3 separate regions of the Mus musculus genome follow, and all the other regions are linked to region 3. The links are chromatin contacts, called in public promoter capture Hi-C maps. All regions are on one chromosome and are shown on one strand. Each heading gives the region's core, a stretch centred on a gene start, on an enhancer-like site or on the middle of the called end of the contact. The rest is flanking DNA. Distances are from core to core; before and after follow the strand shown.

Evidence for each region. Promoter capture Hi-C pulls out the DNA fragments that hold promoters and counts their contacts.
Region 1: a contact with region 3 is called in a promoter capture Hi-C map of liver, with 2.8 times the contacts expected there. The contact joins the promoter of Polr3c here to the promoter of Them4 in region 3. A contact is called at or near these places in 2 of 39 promoter capture datasets (liver and pre-B cells).
Region 2: a promoter capture Hi-C map of pre-B cells shows a contact between it and region 3, with 7 times the contacts expected there. The contact joins the promoter of Gpr89 here to the promoter of Them4 in region 3. A contact is called at or near these places in 2 of 39 promoter capture datasets (liver and pre-B cells).

Annotation. Positions count from the first base shown.
Region 1 is chr3:96,726,012-96,728,711 of GRCm38.p6, reverse strand. Polr3c (polymerase (RNA) III (DNA directed) polypeptide C) reads left to right here and starts at 1,273. Exons shown (of 15, transcript NM_028925.1): 1 at 1,273-1,363. Rnf115 (ring finger protein 115) reads right to left here and starts at 1,101. Exons shown (of 9, transcript NM_026406.3): 1 at 802-1,101. The coding sequence starts at 903.
Region 2 is chr3:96,903,922-96,906,983 of GRCm38.p6, reverse strand. Gpr89 (G protein-coupled receptor 89) reads left to right here and starts at 1,686. Exons shown (of 14, transcript NM_026229.4): 1 at 1,686-1,802. The coding sequence starts at 1,761.
Region 3 is chr3:94,308,816-94,311,655 of GRCm38.p6, reverse strand. Them4 (thioesterase superfamily member 4) reads right to left here and starts at 1,524. Exons shown (of 6, transcript NM_029431.1): 1 at 1,368-1,524. The coding sequence starts at 1,439. It overlaps Gm36010 (a long non-coding RNA gene), which reads left to right and starts at 1,603. Exons shown (of 4, transcript XR_867460.2): 1 at 1,603-1,784.

The DNA of each region.
Region 1 (2,700 bases), core at 24-2,523, 2.4 Mb before region 3:
GACAGCCTGGCAGAGCCAATTTTATATCAGAGAAAGCAGTCCCAACATTCTGTTCTTTTTTTGTTTTCCTGGGCAGAAAAAAAAAAAAAATGGAGGGGGTGGGCTAGGAAAGTGGAGCTAAAGACACTGGCAACGTGATATCCAAAATAAGTTGAGACAGTACGTCCTACCTTCTTCCCAAAGCCATTTCCTTCGATAGCAACAGGGAGCGCAGTCTGCAAGTCATTGGTACACTGCTATTTTCACTTTCACAAGAACCCAAAAACCACTGAAGAACAAAATCTCCCTCTTCCCTGTTACCTTCCAAACCTCCTCTTTCTGTACTTCAACAAAACCTACTAAGAAGTCCTCAGCAATATGCTATTTCGGCTCACTGAGGATGCAGAAGGGGGGAGGATCTGGTTGAGAAGTGGGAAGAAAAATAAAGAGTAGGTGAGCCGCAAAAACGGAAAGAGTACAGGGGATAGGTCATCGCGAAAAGACAAGGAAGGGGACTGAGAGCAAATTGGACGCAGATTTGCCCGAGAATTCACCGAGGAGACAAAAAAAGATGGGGGTGGTATTAAAGAGCGGAAGCGAAATGAGGGGCTGATTGGAGACGCCGCGGAAATGAGGGATAGGCAGGACCCTGGCCCTGATGCCCAGGGTTTGCGACCAGTGCCCGGAGACAGCGGGCAGCAGGTACCGAGAACACCGGTGTCAAGGGAATCACGGGTGTGCGGGCAGCCTAAGACCCGGTTTCCAGCCCTAGGAGCCAAGGACCTACGCGGCGCCGGAGCGCGGGACACACGGGGCTCTTACCGGTAGTTTGGGATTGACCTCGCCCTTACAAAAGTGGCAGAAGAAACGGTGTGCGGCGACAGCGGAGCCCGCGTCCGCCCCCGCCGCCGAGGCCTCCGCCATGTTTCGCCTCCGCCGAGGATGTCCGAAAGGGCGGCCGGCGGTCCCTCCCCAGGCCGCTACCTCCCGTGCTGCGGTCGCCACCGCCGTCGCCGCCTCCTCTGGGCGGCCCGCCGCTCCGAGGCCCGCAAGGGTCACGTGAGTCCGCCCGGCCCCGAGAGGCCCGCCCGCCAGCGGCCACGCGACCCGAGGCCCGCCTCCCGGCACCAAAGGCAGAGGAGAGCCCGCCCGCCGGCACCTCAGACAGCCCCTGGCCGGTCCTCCAGCCTCCCAACGAGAGGAGAGAAAGAGCGTCCCCGGAAACCACCGACACTGTCGGCTAGAGCGGCCCGTGCTCTGACCCTTCCGCGTCCGCCTGGATGGTGCTCTACTTCTAAGAAGGGGCGATGGGAAGCTCATGAGCTGAGGCTGCTGGCCTCGGGAGGACAACATTTGGAGCTTCTAAATTAGCCCCGACCCTGAGGTTAGTGAAAACGCTGCCGGAATGAGGAGGCCCTGACTCAGGGCCAAGAAACAAAGTCCGGAACAGAAACTTGCATGAAGGGAGAGGAGCCAGGAAATGCATTCAAGGATGGCAACTGGTCTAAGGATGTTTCTCCAAAGACGTGTGTGTGGCTAAGTGAAATAGTCTTCTCTGCGACACTGTGGCAAGAGGGACAAAAATTTAGGTTCGAGAGAGTTGGAGCTTGTGATAGGGAGGTAATTTCAAAATCAACTACACCCATTCCTGCTTGTGTCTCATGATGTAAAAATTTAATATGGTTCTCAATGGAACATAACTTCATCTCCTAATTGAAATACCCTAAGAAGCTCTTTTTTTACTTTATCTATCTAAGTCGTGGTTTATGGCTTGGGAATAAGTTGTACCCCACTGGGTCATGAGCCTTAGGTCTTTGTATCTGTGACAGAAAGTTATTCGCACTTTCCCTCCCCCTTTGCTTTTAAAGGTCTCACTCTGGACCAGATTTGCTTGGTATTTATTATGTAGCCCAGGCTGGCCTTCAGTTTATGACAGTCTTCTAGCTTTAGTGCTGGAAATACAGATGTTAGCCACCATACCGAGATGAATCCAGTCTTTAAAGATTATTGGAACCACAAACCACATATATTCCCATTAAAATAAATGGCATATATAGGGGAGGATGGCTTGCCTTTTTTTTTTTTTTTTTTTTAATTTTAATAGGATCTCATGTAGCCAACCTGGTTTTGAACTCAATATGTAACCATGAGCTCCTGACCCTCATACTTCCACCTCCTAAGTGCTGAAATTGTAGGCTTGCACCACCATACCTGGCTTTAGAAAACAAATTTGATGTCTAGTTTTCTAGTTCTTTGTTTTGGTGGGTGGTGGGTGTATTACCCACCAGAGTCTTGCTGTATAACACAGGCTGGCTTTGAACTCACTTTGTGCCCAGGTTGACCTGGAACTATTGATTCTTTGACTTTGGTCTCCTGTGTGCAAGAATTACAGGCAGTGTACACCATCATATCTGACCATTGCAATTACTAAATGACAACACATTAGGAATATTTTATGGTAGTTATATTGTATGAAGTCATTTTAAATGTTGGCATAGTATACTCTCTTAAGGTTATACTATAATTTATTGATAGATGCTAGATTATTTATGTCAATGCCAGTATTGTGAAGAGAACTCATGGCATGGTTTTTACTACATCCTTGGAACAAAGGATCTCAACTTATAAATATTAAGGCAAATATATGCCTTAATATATAGAGGGTTTGATTTATATTGTCAAGTTGCCCTCTAGAAAAAAAATATGTGAATTTATATTGTT
Region 2 (3,062 bases), core at 437-2,936, 2.6 Mb before region 3:
GTGTGCTTACTTAAGTTCACAAATCCTATAGATCAAATTAGTTAGGCATAATAATTATACAAGTACAATTTCCCAGTGTCCTCCACTATCCCACAGCTTTGAATGACAGTTGAGTGCCACATTGTAGGCAGCTATCTGCTTCCCTGAGAGATGGGACCAGGAACACAGAGTTCTGTGATTTAAGAGACTCTCATGGTAAGGCAGCCTCCACAGCTCCCTGGCACTCTGGTACAGGTATTTGGTATTTGATATGTAGTTTGTGCTGTGTGCTATCTGGTTTTATGTCAATTTGACACAACCTAAAGTTATCTAAGAAGAAGGAAACTCAATTGAGAAAAATGCCTCCATAAGATTGGACTGGAAGCAAAATTGTAGAGCATTTTCTTAATTAGTGATTGGTGATAGAAGGCCCAGTCTATTGTGGGTGTTGCCATGTCTGAGTTATACACATATGAAGCAGGCTGAGCAAGCCACAAGTAAGCCAGTAAGCAACACACACACACACACACACACACACACACACACACACACACCCATTGCCTCTGCATCAGCTCCTGCCTCAGGATCCCTGCCCTGTTTGAGTTCCTGTCATGACTTCCCTCAAAAGGGAACTACAGTGTGAAAGTGTAGGCTGAAATAAACCCTTTTCTCCCCAACTTGTTTTCGGTCATGGTGTTTCAACACAGCAATAGTAGCCCTAACTAGGACAGGCTGCTTGGTAAGACAGGCTTCAGATCAAAGGAACAGGGGTCTTTCTTTATGTGTGGCAACCTGGGGGAATGTTCTTGTTTATTTATATTATAATCTGAGCACTCACTTTCTAGATACCAGCATCCCCTGCAACATACACTTGCACCCTTACAAGCCTTGACTGTAACTAGTCTTTACAATAAGACTAGCTAGGGTTCTAGTGGGAAAAGTCTAAGTCCCATTGTAGTATATTAAGCCTTCATAAATGGAGTATCTAATGGAAGGAATTATAATTCACTTTGTAGTTGAGCCACAGCCACTCAGACTGTGTTGGGAAGGGGGAAACTACTTTCTAACATAGCCCACCTTTAAGACTCCTACGTAATTATTATTTTGAATTAAAATCTGTCTTCATGTAATTTCTCGTCCTTTGGCCTAATACTCCACACCCTAAAGCGCCAACTATAATGGCGGTCTCATTAGAGTCCAATGAGTGCACACTCTTATAAGCCGTGTGCTTTTGACGTTATCATATCAGAAATTTACTTAGCTATGTTTGAGAAGACTCTTACGTTCCTGTCCACCATCCTTTCGCTTATAGATGTCACACTGCTTTTTAAACCAAGTAAAATCTGTAACATCTGCAACACACTACTTGACTTAAAGCCTCACTCGCTATGTTAACTTATTTTTACTTTCTGCCGTGTTGGGAATGTCACTGAGGACCTCGCACAACTCTCACCCCAGTGTTTCTAGCTATGAAAAATATAAAAATAATTTCATTATATTTAATGGCAGTGCCACTTAAAGCAAATGTTACCTCTCCTCACCTCCTTGTGCCTACTAAGAAGAAACACATCTGCTTTGAGTCTACCCAGCGGCTTCCAGCCCTGCCCACCCTCACCTTCCAGGCAAACGGAGAATGCGGCCGCTGATTGGCTGGCTAGGGCGCATCTTGATGACGTAAGCACGCGCCAGGCCAGGCCGCCTACCACAGCAGGTGGACAGGTCTTAAGCCGCGGCTTCTCTGAGGGGTAGACAGCTGGGCATGGGCCTCCCGAGGCTTCGCCATGAGCTTCCTGATCGACTCCAGCATCATGATCACCTCCCAGGTGAGCCTTGGGAGAACCTGGATTTGCTCAGCCCGCTCCCTTGCCCGGGTGGCGAAGGCTGACGTGTGGTGCTGTCACTCACCTAGCGTGCGTCCCCAGACTCTGGGGAGGGCCTGGCTGGCCCCAGCGCTGAGCCGGTGCCATGCGGGGGTCAGTACCCACGGCGCCCCGAGGCTTCCGGGCAGCTCCGCGGACCACGGAGCCTGGAGAAGCTTGGCTCCCGGCGGGAGGCCCACGGCAGCGTGCCTACCAGGGCTGAGGACCGGGACGGGTATGGGCTTTGCAGGATCCGGGTGCTGACACGTTTGCCTCCGCGAGGTCCAAGTCTGAGCTTTCCTTTGTGCAGTGACACCTCATCTTTCGTTCTCTGGTTGCTGTTCACTCTTTGCGGGTCGCGGTCGACCCACGTTTTCTTCTCACTTGGCCACCTCTATCTACCGTTAAACAAAACCGAAGAAGTATAAACCACTGGCAAGTTCTGCTCGCTTCGTCTAGTGAGCCTCTTGCTTTTCCCATCAGTCGTGTCTCTCCAGGGTTTCCTCCCACCCCACCCCAAGTGTTTATGATAGCCCTGATATCATGTATGTATTTATGTGCATAGCCATGTACCCACTTTCAAATGCAAGCACTCACTAAGCAACTGCAGACGCTTCTTTGCTTGCATTATCGCTCTCACCCCGCATCTTTCCAGTAAAAGATTTTTTTTTCTCTTCATCGCATCCAAATGGCAAGGGAAAGAAACAGTTCCCCTGAGGGACGTAAGTGAGGTACATCCTTGAATTTAGGGTTTGTGCAGCTGCATCCCAATGCTTCCCTCAGCAGAGCATTGCCCTCACCTCTTGAAAACGTCGGTAACAACACTTAAGAAAATGTAAAACAAGAAAAAGCCAACCCATTTCACCACTCTAATACAGTAACCATTTTTCCCTTTTCAAAATTAATACCTTTCAAGTACATTTGACTGCTTTTGTTGCTAGCATAGTGTTCAAATCTGTAAATACACAAAACTCTGGACACTCTGCCTTCTGCTTCAAATCTCTCTGCGCCTCCCCTGTTGTCCTTGATAATGACACAGAGTGGCTTTCAGCCTTACTACCAATTCAAGAAAAAAAAAAACATTTAAGTTTTAAGAGTTTTTCCCCCCACAGGTAAATATAAATGTCCATTCCCAGCTTGTTAAAGAGTACAAAAATAAGAGTATAATTAGAAAATTTCCATGCACTTTCACCTGTGAGATTAACATGAACATAATTCAAAAGT
Region 3 (2,840 bases), core at 275-2,774:
GTGAATGCACTTGTAAATTCATAGCACAGGCTATGAATAAAGGACAAGTTGTAGGGATAATCATTACCCTTTGTTCTCAGCAGGGGAAAGGTCATGCTTGATCTTTAGTTATACATTTATGGAAGTTGGACTTGTACTTGTAAAATAAGTTATGACTTTTTCTGCCTCCTTTTAAGATACGTTACTAAATCAAAAGCAGCATGATGAAAAAAAAAAAAAGGCCTGCAAATACTAATGCTGTAATGTTCTCAGCTCAGCACAGACTGCCAGGCTCCAACATGTAATTAAACTAATTCATATTTGTTGTTGTAAGACTAGCACGAATCATTTTCTTTTCTAATCGGCAAGATGGTACCTGGCTGATGTCAATACATCAACATTCATCATTATTTTAAAATTGTGTGTGTGTGTCTATCACCCAGGGCCTCCAGCCCTCTTATTGTCTAGCAGGAAGCTGCAATAGCTTGAGAGAGATGCCACTCCCCTAATAATCAAAGTTCTTTTTCATTTCTCAATACAGAGCTGTTCCCTGTCAGCTGTCGTTCTTTATTACAACACATTGTATACAAACATTTGATTTGGCAAACTGATCCCATTCTCCCAAATTAAACCCGTAAATTTCTTGGGCGGAACGTTTTTTCCCCTTAGCTAACTATAATACGACCTATCGTCAGTGGCCAATCACACCTGACATATATGATAGTCTTTAAACTAACAGGCTCCCATTAGACAGTTTGGGCTAACTCTATCGAGCCAGTCCAAGAGCAATTTCTTTGATAGAGACAGTTCTTACTGTCGATATACATTTTCAGTACACACGGACACACACGCGGGCGTGAGTTGGAGCTCAACAAGTATTGACTACATCAATAGAACAAAGGCAGGGATAAAAATATGGACAGGCAACATTTAAGATTTACATTCCAGGTATGCTAAATGCTTCCCTTGCATTATCTCATTTAGTCTCATAACATCCTCTAAGATGATGAAAACGGGCTAGAGAGGGAGTAATTATCTGACAATCAGAAGTCTACTTCTTCCTGAATTGGTTATAACGAATCAGAGTCTATCAGGATTAGATCCCTGCTAAGGATAAATGGTCTTCTCCAGGGGTCAATAATGGCTCTTTCACAGTTTTCTGGGTGACCTTGCTTATCCTTTCTTATTATCTCAGTCTTAGTAGTGGCGATCCCATCCCTGCAGACCTAGTTCAACCTTGAGTCACTTTCCCTTCCGGCTCCTCCCGATTCGAATCTCAGGGCAGAAGAGCCCAAGAGCCCCGTCACAGCCAGGGGCAGGTGTTAGCTTAGTCTCGGTCGTGCTGTCTCCCCTTCTCGCCCCACGAAAGCAAGCGTCCCGGGACTCACCCTAGCTGCTCCTGGCCGCCTCGCAGGCGTGGCCCCAAGAGTGCGCAGGCGCATAGCGCAGTTTCTCAGCATTGCTCAAGCCGAGGGCAGGACGCTGCTCTCTGCTCTGTTCCAGAAAGAGCCACACTATCCACACGCCGACTCTGGGCTATTAACTGTGGAGGCGGGCGGGTGGAGGGCGGAGCCGCGCGCCGCCCACAGTGCTGGCGCCTCTCCGAATCCGGGCGGACCGAATCCTCTACACCCGCTTTTGGTTCCGGGAGATTTTGCGTCCGGCTCTCAGCCACGGTTACTGCACTGGCGCAGCGAGACAGCCTAGTTTAGTTCCTTGTTCACAGGCAGTTTAACGCTCCAGCCAGCGAAAGACTCATCATCTCGGCCGAACAGGAGCACACACAAGGAGTGGATAACCACTAGGTGCGGGTTGATGGTGTTGGTCTTCTGGGTGTAGAACACGTGCACATACATTTAAAACTCTGTCAGTCTCTACTATTTAACAGGTACACTCTTCAGGTGCCCCTTCTCTCCGCACGCGCGCATATGTGTCTGTGTACTGAAAATGTATATCAACTTTTACTCTAGTAAGAACCGTCTCTATCAAAGAAATTGCTCTTGGTCTGGCTCGATAGAGTTAGCCCAAACTGTCTAATGGGAGCCTGTTAGTTTAAAGACTATCCGTTGATTCACTGATTTGTTCTTTCTGTGCTGGGAACAGAAGAATCTCAGTGTCCCACAAAGGAATACAGAAGCAAAGCAATTATTTTTGTCAAAGGGTGCACCAAGATCCAACTACAGTTAGCAAGCACACAGGGGACAGGTGGTGACTGCCCCACGCTCCCCTGACCCCAATTGCCCGGCGTTTGTTGTGATTGACTAGTTTTAAAATGATAATTACAAAGGAAATGAAAAACTAATAGAAGGAGTTGTGGATAGTCTAATATTTGGATAGTGGTGTCATAAAGCATTTAATTCTAGCACTTAGGGGCAGAGGTGGGTGGTTCAAACCAGCTAAGACAACATAATGATACCTTATCTCAAAAACCTAACCAAACCAAACAACAAAAAGCAAAACAAAAACAAAGAAAGGAAGAGAAATCTGCATTGAGTTGGAGATATGGTTCGTAAGTTTAAAAGCAATGGTTAGAATCTGAGCGCCCACATGGCAGCTCACAGCTGTTTGCAATTCCAGTTCCAGGGGATTGGATACCCTCTCTTTCTTTTGGTTTCTGTGGGCACCAGGCATGCATGTGGTGCACAGACAAAACACCCATATAAATAAAGTCAAATAACAATAATAATAGTTGTTCTCTACTCTGTTTCACAGTGAGTCTTATATGCCTTCAAGTTCTTCTGTCTTTTACCTAAGACACCCTTTTTTTGTTTGTTTTTTGTTTTTTGTGTTTTGTTTTTCGAGGCAGGGTTTTTCTATGTAGCTCTGGCTGTCCTGAAACTCACTCTGTAGACCAGACTGGC